2 separate regions of the Zea mays genome follow, and region 2 is linked to region 1. A link is a contact called in public Hi-C data. All regions are on one chromosome and are shown on one strand. Each heading gives the region's core, a stretch centred on a gene start, on an enhancer-like site or on the middle of the called end of the contact. The rest is flanking DNA. Distances are from core to core; before and after follow the strand shown.

The links. Hi-C and Micro-C count contacts between places; a contact is called where the count stands out from the background.
Region 2: a Hi-C map of leaf shows a contact between it and region 1, with 4 times the contacts expected there. The contact joins the promoter of LOC100191812 here to the promoter of LOC100217062 in region 1. A contact is called at or near these places in 19 of 25 Hi-C or Micro-C datasets (bundle sheath, ear, endosperm and 6 more) and 2 of 3 datasets of contacts at active chromatin or transcription factors (leaf and seedling).

Annotation. Positions count from the first base shown.
Region 1 is chr3:203,549,112-203,554,585 of Zm-B73-REFERENCE-NAM-5.0, reverse strand. LOC100217062 reads left to right here and starts at 3,843. Exons shown (of 6, transcript NM_001143433.1): 1 at 3,843-4,237; 2 at 4,976-5,103. The coding sequence starts at 4,125. LOC103651211 (proline-rich receptor-like protein kinase PERK2) reads left to right here. Exons shown (of 8, transcript XM_008676830.4): 8 at 47-770. The coding sequence ends at 421.
Region 2 is chr3:203,682,286-203,687,237 of Zm-B73-REFERENCE-NAM-5.0, reverse strand. LOC100191812 reads right to left here and starts at 2,392. Exons shown (of 13, transcript NM_001137236.1): 1 at 2,034-2,392; 2 at 492-542. The coding sequence starts at 2,162.

The DNA.
Region 1 (5,474 bases), core at 2,594-5,093:
CGTGGCTGCAAGCGTGACACTCGTCTCCCCGTTCCCAAATGGTCAGGTCGTCCGGTACCTGGAGGGCGAGCTGTCGGTGGAGGACCTAAACGCCGGCGTGATGCCGGGGCAGAGTGCGATGCAGCGGTCGAGCGGCGGCACGACGGACCAGATCAACCGGCTCAGGCGGATGGCGTTCGGGCCGGGCGCAGGAGGGAGCACCGGGACCGGGGCAATCACGGAGTACACCAGCAGCGAGTTCAGCGATCCCACCACCGAGTACGGGCTGAACCCATCCAGTGAGTACACGGCCAGCAGCGCGGGCGACACGGGGGAGGTGGCCGCGGGCGCGCAGGGGCAGCAGCAGTGGCACGGCAGGCGCGCGCCCGGCGACACCGAGAGGATGAGCCGGCGCACCACCGGCAGGCGCACCCAGTCGTAAACACACTGGCACACGGCATTCATTTTTGCGCTTTGTCAGGCTATAGTAGATTGTGATTTCGTTCGTTCGTGTACATGCGCGTGACAAGGCTGTGGTACTGAATTTTGCTGTCTCTTTTTTTTTTACTTCTCTGTGTTTCGGATTCATGCAATTTTTAGGCCGGGTGAGTGGAGGTTTAAGCTGTAAATTGTATATGCACGTTATTGGCGCTCCTCGGTAAACAAAAGTTAAGCTTTGAGTATGTTAGAACTCAAGTTGTGTAATATTTCTAGTAACTGGCAAGGTTCGCGAGTTCAAGTTTTTATGATCTGAAGAACTGACAACAAAGGATAGGTGTTAAATTTCAGAATGTGTTCATTGTCCACTTTCAGCATGTGTTCAGGTTCAGGTTAACTGCAGCTTCTGTTTGTTTGTCGTGCATCCATCTGCATAGTTCTTGTTCTCTGTTATTGTGCTTTTGGCAATAACTCAAATACTTGAATTTGGATCAAATTTCTTTAAAGCCTCGTTTGTTTCCTTTTATTTTAAGGAATTAAAATCTTACTATTGGAATAGGATATTTTTTTTAGAATGTGACATTCCAACAATTTCCAAAGTTATCATATAAGTCTATCTCAAATTCATGGAGTGAGAGATGAAAACTTATTCTATAGAGTTATATGTTATTTTTCCGATGTACAACTTATAGCACACTCTTCTACTTACTTCGTTATAACATGAATGTAGTATATAACTATCTCTCTCATATGATTTAAGATAATATACAAATATATTACATATATAAATATATGAACTTAATTAGTTTTGTCTAAATTATAATTATTAAAATGGAATTCAATTCCAACGAAACAACAGGGCCTAAGAGCATCTCCAAGAGCTCTCCATAAAACGACTCCTCAAAATCAGTTTTAAGGGACATCTAAATAATAAGTGGGGGTAAATTTTAATCCTTTCTCCAACAGATCCCTTAAAGCAGCAGTTTGTTTATGGGGAGCCCAAAAAACCCCTCATTTGTAGCTACAAATGAGGGAGTTTTAAGGGCTATGAAAAAGTTGGGGGCGCTTTAGGGGAACTGTTGGAGACATGTTTTTGTGTTTTTCCCCAAAAAATAGATTTAGGGGAGACTTCTGGGGAGCTTTTGGAGATGCTCTAAGATCATTTGAATCAGTAGAGTTAACATGCTCTAAAGATGTGTGACTGAACTTGAGAACCAACTCTACTTTAGTTATTGCTGTGTGATTCGATTAGTCCTTTAAATCTTTTCTACGTACCGTGCAGTAATTCAACCCTACTGCTGGCCAAAATAGTCTAACACTGTGGTACATGTAGTTCCTAGGTGCTGGCGTTGATGGAGTTTATGATGCATATCAGAATGGGTTGTCGTTGGATGTCTCACTGAAGATGAGCTTACTGTCATACATACTAACCATTTCAGTTTGGTAAACGCCAGGAGAGGGCGCCAAACCAGTTCGCAGCCGATTTCAGTTTATTAAGGGCACTATTGTTGGAGCGCAAAAATATTTTGTGCCCTAAAACACTTTAATTGAGGCCCCTTTTTAATTTATACTCCTGTAGATGCTCTTAGCTGCATATAAACTTACCGCACCCATCTTAAAATAAATGAACGCCCCATGTTTCGAGGAACCAACTAATTTCAAATTTAACTAGGTTTAAAGAAAATACAACCAACATTTTTTTATCTCCAACTAGGTTTACTATAAAATATGTAATGTGATTAATCTAATAATATATGCTTAATACTGTTGGCGTTCGAAAAAGGTTATAACCACAGTGGAAATTTACTTATCATGGGGATATTTTTTGTGGGCAGGGTTGCGACGATGCGACGTACGGACATTACAATAGTATAAATAAAGTTATACTTATAAAAGTCCTATTTGAAAATGATCTAAAAAAGGAGAGTTAAAAAATTTAATAGAAAAGGCGATTATTCCCGCTTAAATGCGGCTGCGGCGACGAAGAACACCGACCAGTGCATCATTCATACAAATCGATAAGCTTTATGAGCCCCCTTTATCCAAAAATTTCCCAGCATTTCTTTGCCGACAATCCTCTTATCTACCAGGTGACCGATGACGCGATACGTGCGAGATCGACCCTTTTCCCCTTTTTTATTATTTCCTTTGAAAGAAGAAAATAATGCCCTCGTGGATTCGGCCACTCTTTTATTTAACGACCGATTTTTCCACTATTCGTACCATGTAATCTGATAGGCTGTCCTTGGCTTGTTCCTTTCGCCTCCGATTCCGTCGCCATTCAGGCCGGAGTACCGCCGATCTGAGAAATACTACTGCGACGCGAGTGCCGAAAGGCTGACGCGAACGGATAGAGCGAATCGCGCCTAGGTGCCGTGCGTGGGTATCAGCCGCTCGTAGGCGCTGCCGCGTCGGACGGGTGTAGATAGCGGCCGACCCGGCGCCGCGGCGCGCCCCGCGTCTATCCCCCCACCACGTTTCGTGGCGCTGAAGCGCTGCTGCCCTCCTGCCGTGCTGAGTCAGGGTTGATGAGGGTTACAACTTACAACCCCCAACGGCTTCTCGTGGCCACTCGCTTTTCACGCAAGACGGCAGAACCTGCACCCCCGTCCCCCGCCGGCTCGTGTCGTGGTGGGTGGCCACCCCTCCTCCGCTCCGCTCCATTTGGGCGGAAACCGAATCACTCGGGTCAGTGGCCACTTGACCCCCTGAGCTTTCCTTCCACTTTGCAGGCTCGAGATCACCGGTCACAAACGGCAGTGGTCGTCGTATCGTACCATGGTAATCATGGGATCACTATGAACGGACCCGACGGACCGGCGAGAGTTGTGCGGCAAAAGGGGTCGACTCATCGTCCATGGTGTGGTTCGGCCGGACGTTAACCGACCCAGTGAAGCGCGCGTCGTTGTCGCTGTAGATCCGATCCGGTGCGTTGACGATGCCAGTAGTAGTATGTACTGTAGTAGCTAGGTCAACTCGGGTAGTGTTATCCCCAACCCTTTTGCCACGTCAGGCCCAGGCCAGGGGAGATTACCAGGGGCTCTCTCCGCCTTCCCAGCCAGCCTGGGATGCTGGTGCCGCTCCCCGTCCACGCACGCCCAAGAAAAGTATAAATTAACTAGGAAACATACATACGGACTCTACAGCAGGATTAACGAAAGCGAGAGTGGAGGGGCCAGCATAGCAACGCCAACGATGGAGCAAAAGCGGCGAAGGGATAAGGCCCCCCCGAGTGGGGTCCCGTCGCAATTCTTTAATCGGACCCATCGTGGTTCCACGTGGCGGTCCAACCCTCTCCGGGGGGAGAAGATCGGCAAGATGACTTGCGTGGAGACGCGCAACGAGACCCGGCCGGTCCGCCTCCGCCCCCGACGCCGTTATATACACGCCCCTGTCTCCCCCCTCGCCTGGTTCGTTGCCGCACCCGCTGCCGCCTGCCGTAGTGCTGCTCCCGGCCCTCCCTCTAATTGCTCTTGCCGCTTTATGTATTTGCCGCGCGCGGCGACAGAGAATATACACGAGTATATACAGTAGCCGCCGCCGGTGGAGTCTCTATCTGGCAGCCGGCCGGTCGGTCGGTACTCTGCTCTAGAAGCTAGAGAGATACTACTCTGCAGGCTAGCTAGCTAGCTAGAGGTAGTAGAAGAGGCCGGCCCGGCCCGATTGAAGAATAACATAGAGCTGTCAGCTGCTGAGCGACGACGGCGATGGTGCTCTACTTCAAGGCGCGTCCGGACGCCGGCGACTACACCATCTACATGGGCGCCGACAAGAACGAGAACGAGGAGCTCATCAAATACGGCCTCCCCGAGGACGTCTGGTACGTACGTACGTCGTCGCTAGCTGCTGCTACCTCTTACTTCCTCGCGACGACGACGACGACGACGACATGCCGCATGCGATTCAGTGGTGAATTGAATCATGGCGAGGTGATTCGATGGTGGGTTGGGTTCCGATCGACCGCGACATGCGCGCGTCTCGGTCTGCCGCTACACGTAGAGGCAGCTTAGCATTGCACGCATAGAGGACGGCAGATGGAGAGGGCGACGACGAGAGCTCTGTTGAGATAGCTAGGCTTGAGCAGTTTATACTGCGAGGGCGGATAGATTAACGCGTGACTGGGCCTTGACGAGGCTGCTGGCGTGGACATCCCATCCCCAACCCCAACTACCTACCGGCCGGCCTACTCTACTACCAAGACGATAGATAGGTAGATAGATACGACCAAACCTGCGGTGCGGAGCACAACACGACTGTCTTCTGTTCTGTCTGTCGCATGCGTACAAGTCGTTTTGTCTGCTCACCGCTGGCTATGTGAATCTTTTAATTATCTTGTACGGCCAGGGGACGGGGGACCTCAGCTCACAAACATACAGTAGCTAGCTTGCTTGGAGCTGATTACACTTACACCCGGCCAGCTAGCTAGGCCAGGTGTGTGTGTATGTAGCCAGCTGGAGCGCTTTCTGTACAGTACAGCTCTCGCGTAACGTAACTAACCGTAGAATTAATATAGTACAAGATACCATCAGCTAGCAGCGCCTAAATACACATGTTGCAGGTTCCATGTGGACAAGGTATCCTCGGCACACGTCTACCTGAGGCTAAAGAAAGGCGAGACGATACACACCATCAGCGAGGCCCTCCTGGAGGACTGTGCGCAGCTCGTCAAGGCTCACTCCATTCAAGGTGCGTGCTCGATCTCCTCTGACCTCTCTCTCTCTCTGTCTCTCTCCATGGGAGAAGAACCAAAAACAGAACACGGTGTGCCCTGCCCTACAAGGCTTTTCAGCTCCCACATTGCAGCATGTTGCGGCGGCTGGAATCTTTTCTCACTCCCCCCCTGTAGCCATCGAGCAGGAGATCTATCAGGAGAGCGCCTCCTTCGTCTCCCTCTCTTTCTCCTAGCTCCATTATTGGCGCTGCGCGGGGCCACTAGCTAGCAACAAGCTCCTCCAATCATCTGCGCTGCCTGCGCGCGTACATGTTGATGTGATTCGCGATCATGGAAACGTGACACCAATTGTTGGAGTGGGTGACGGACGCGGCTTTGCTGTACG
Region 2 (4,952 bases), core at 1,143-3,642, 130 kb before region 1:
TTAATGAAATGACCCACAGACCTTCTACGACGTTCTAAAAAAACTTGGGCCATGGCCACCCCTAGGTTCTTAAATTTTCTTATTTGAACATACAATAATGTATGGATAATTTGGTTCACGCATCATTAGTGCCCCCTAATTCATGGATGTCCCCCCACAATGTTGTCAAAGCTCCGCCGCTGCATTGGCGCGTCTTGCCTAGCTAGGCCAGGTCAAAGTAGCTCATACTGGAAAAGCCTCCAAAAGCAATAATTCTTTTTTGGCTGCTCAGAGCTGCAGCACCAAAGCACACGATCTTTCATATAACCACACGCATGTAGATGATGGAGAACCAATTCGGCTTGCCTGGCAGAGCAAGTCGTTTCTTGCCGATGTAGGCTAGCTAGTATTCAACCAATACCAAATGCATGTTTTGGCTAGACCAGGCTAGGCTACACATTGCCTGAGATGCAAACACTGAGACACACCTAGCACTTAGAAACTTTAGGTACCTTTTGCCGAGTCCATCCTTGTAGCTGGTTGTGCCTATGAATCCTTGCTAACTGAATGTTACAAACACAGTAATCATCAGCAACTTGTTTGAGAGGGAGATATTAAATAAAAAATTTAAGTTCATGTGCAAGGCAACAGGGCAGAAATAGCAATCAACCGCCATGTCAGCTATCAACCGAACTACTGACCGCACAATTGACCATCGTCAACTCTTATCTGGCGCAACGCTCCAGTGCACAGTCTTTACTGTCAGTCTAAGCCATCTCAGTCTCACGTCTGCTTTCCTTTTACAGACTTTTATTTGGAATGAAACAAGTTGTTTTATTAAAATATAAAAAAATCTGATTGCATAATTAAGCAAATAAAATTTACATAATTCATAAAAACAATTAAAATATAAATACTTTAAATAAAACTAAATCATAATTCATAAATAAAATTGGATAGCTTAAACATAAAAATAAAAATATGAAATTCATAAATAAATCTAATTCATGAGCCGTAATATAGGATTTTTATTTTATTTTTTTGAATTTTTAAATTTTGTTGACTTTAAATAGTTCAAAACAGCTAGCTGATGTGATGTACGCGTAGACCAATCAGAACACATGGTCGTTACCAACCCGTTCGAGTCGGTACCGACCAGACCGTCTAGCACGTGGGTCGGTACCAACCGAAGCGACCAATTGGCAGGTCGGTCCACCGACCTGCCCGTCGAACCAACCGGCATAGGGGCCGGGTCGGTACCAACCGGCATAGGGGCCGGGCGGTACCAACCGGCATAATACTAGCTCCAACAAGGAGCTCTAAAGGGTCCTGTACCCTAAATTTAGAGAACGATGACGTCCTCTACTCCCTCCAGCAACGTCCTCTAAACGGTCCTCTAAATTTAGAGAACGCTGCTGAATCCTCTATATGTAGAGTTTCTCTAAACGGTTCTCTATCTATTTGAATACTTTAAACAACCGGTTTAATAAAACTAAAATATGTACAATACATTTGAGAGTATGACAAATACGTATGTACAAAAATTAAAAAATTAAAAATGTCTTTAATATAGGTATTTATATATAGAGGACGTGATTTAGAGGACGTTGTTGGAGAGAAAGTAGATATAGGAGATGGAATCTTTTAGAGAAGACTGTAAAGGACAGATATAGAGGATGTATATAGAGGACGTTGCTGGAGACAGTCTAAGGGCCGACACGGTCTCTACCGACCAACCGCGCCGCCACGTCACCAGTTAGTACCGGCGTGCATTGGACCCAGCATCCCAGTCTAACACCAAACCAAAACTCTGGTGGGCAAGTATCATCTCAGAATATCTATATGAAGAGAGAAACAGCAACTAACGTAGCCAGCATGTCGTACTGAAACAAGCAAAATTATCAGGAAACAGGCATAGATACCACATGCTTAATCAGTCCTTATCCCAATTCGCCATCTAACACATCCACATCCACATCATTCCTCTACTTCGTAGCTCCGTCATTAATATTAAGGGGAACGAAAACACGTGACATCAGATCGAACCAACCCACCTGCACGAAGGCCGCGGTCGCAATGGCGCCGTCCAGGACAGCCAGCGCGCCTTCAGCCGCTACAATCGGCAGGGGCAGGCAGCCCCCGCCATCACCGGCGGCGGCAGGGAAGGGCCCGTAGCGGCCCATGCCGGCGGGCGGGCGGGCGAGGGGCAGTATCGAGGAGAAGGATTAGGGGCCGGACAGGCGTCGCATCTCGCGGCCAGCCGGGAGGTCCGGAGCGGTAGGGTTTGATGCAGCCTCCAGGCAGGAGCGGAAGCGGAGGCCAAGGAGAGGAGAGAGCGGGAGCGGAGGCGGAGGACGAGGCTGAGAATTGACTGGAGAAGCGAGGCTGGGCACTTGGGCAGGCAACACCTGTTGGTTTGGAAAGACCGAGATCACGAATCGATGTATAGTGGGTACTGTACACGGGCGCTCACAATCCCGTCACGCCAGAAAAAAAAATGGAGGATTAAAAATTAGTGCTTAGAAACCAAACATCCCCTACATTACCAAACAGGATTATATTGTTACCATTACTTTACAAATATAGATAGAGGAGTCATCGATCCAAATACAATTGTTTTCTAAAAGATAAACTTATCTTACCGGTTTGAATCTACTAGCTAAAACAAAATGACTAAAGTTTAATCACTTAAAATAGATAAAGATCGGAAGAGCTAAAATGACTAAAATAATGAAAAATACCAATTTAATCACTTTTAGTTATTTATGTTTGAATCTTTAGCTCCTAAGTGTGACTAAACTTTAAGGGACGTTTAGCAGAGCTTCCACAGCTCCGCTTCTAGCGAGAATCACTCTCGTAAAGTCAAACGGTAACAAACTGAACTTTTCCATAGTGGGAGTGGAGTGAACCTAGTCTCTATTAGTCATTTTTGCTTTAGCTCCTAAGAAACAAACATGTTCTTAATACAGTTTTCCCTCTGTTCCAAAATATAATTCATTTTAGACTAATCACATATTCATTAAGTAACGTATGATTGTAGTTTCCATGTATGTCTATATTCATTATAATTTGAATGAATGTGGACGGAAAAAATGTCTAGAAAAAACTATATTTTGGGACGAATGGGTAGTTTATTTGGTTTGTAATTTCACATTTCACCACCTTCCAAAAATTAGATATAAGTCTATCCCAAATTTATAGGATGAGGGTGGAATTTCATATTCCACCACTTTCCAAACTTTAGATATAAAGCCTAGTATCGGAGAAAAGATCTCTAGGCTCCTGGGTAGGGCTGGAAACGAGCCGAGACGAGCTCGGCTCGGCTCGGTGTGGCTCGTTAAGTACACGAGTCGAGCTCGGCTCGGCTCGCTCGTTCAGCGAGCTAGAAATTCAGGCTCGGCTCGACTGTGGCTCGCGAGCTGGCTCGAACCGGCTCGCGAGCCGGAACTGTTTTATGCCCAGAAGTTCAGGATGCAGGGGAAAAAAGCTAATATAATCCATTATAGAACAATTGATGATTCATCAACATAGTATAAACATGAAACAAGTTCAGTTCAACTTGATACTTGCATTTGTTCATCCAAATAAATATATAAGTATGGCAGATTGGCAGTCATCCAACAGAAGTAGGCTAAATATATATAAGTATGGCAGTCATCCAACAACAGCATTACAGCAAGCAAGGCGTCAACGTCAAGTGCAGAACAGCAGAAAACCATGCAAAAGTACAGACTACAAGTCTCCAGGCTCCAGCGGTCCAGCCTTCTGCCAAGTGCCACCAACCAGCAGCTTACAAAGGATAATCTAGTTGCTCTCCACCAAACTTTTTGGAAATGAAATGTTTTCAACATCATCCTCTTCATCTTGTTCCTAAAAATAAATAGAGTAATTAGATTGATAAAAAGGAACATACTAGAATATAAAAGAGAACAAGAATACAGTACAATACAATACATACCACATATGTAAAACTCCCATCATGTGCACCTCGAATCCAACTAGAGGAGCATACCAATGCCTCCACCATAGAAGGGCTTAGAGAGTTACGGTAATCATCTAGAGTTCGACCCTCAGTGCTAAAAGTAGACTCTGAAGACACGGAGGTAGTGGGCACAGTTAAGAACTTCTTTGCCATCCTCGACACCACTGGAAATCTATGTGAGTTAACCTTCCACCAGTTAAGCAAATCAAACTCCTTGTCAGCTAAACTCACATTTGTTTCATCCAAATATATGAGCAACTCACTCTTTGATGGGTTCGATTCAGTGGATGATAAGTATGACTGAAACTCACATGAAGCAGAAGGCAAACTACAAGATCTATCAGCCGTCAAGGAAGATGATGCACTAGTCTTACTTTGAGCAGCTTTTCTCTCTCTATGTTGCATCTCATAGTCTTCAAACAACTTTTCCAATTCACCTCTAACTTCTTCTATCTCTAAGTCAACTTGGCATGCATCAAAAATCTTACCAAAGCACCACGCAATATATCTCATCTTATACCTTGGATCTAGGATAGTAGCAATGACCATAACATTGTTCTTTTCTTCCCAATACTTATTGAACTTCTCCGTCGTCGCAGTACCCATTTTTCTCATATTCAAATCAGTAGAACTCATTGCTGCTTTCAATGCAATTTTGACATCCACAATGTGAGGATAAAATAGTTTTGCAGTGGGGTAAGAAGAAGCTGACAATGCAGTGGTTACTTTAGCTAAAGAGGCTAAAATAGGCTCAATTGCAACAAACAAATCCCATTCTTCAGTTGTAGGTTCCCATTTATAGTTCAAATCTGAATCAGCATATGTCTTAATAGCTTCTTTGTAAGCTATAGCAGTGCGCAACATCTTGTATGTTGAACCCCACCTCGTTGACACATCAAGTCTCATCCCTTCTCCAACTTGCAATGCAAGAGATCTACATATCTCTACAAACTTATGCATGCGAGATGGAGACTTCTTGAGGTACTTGACT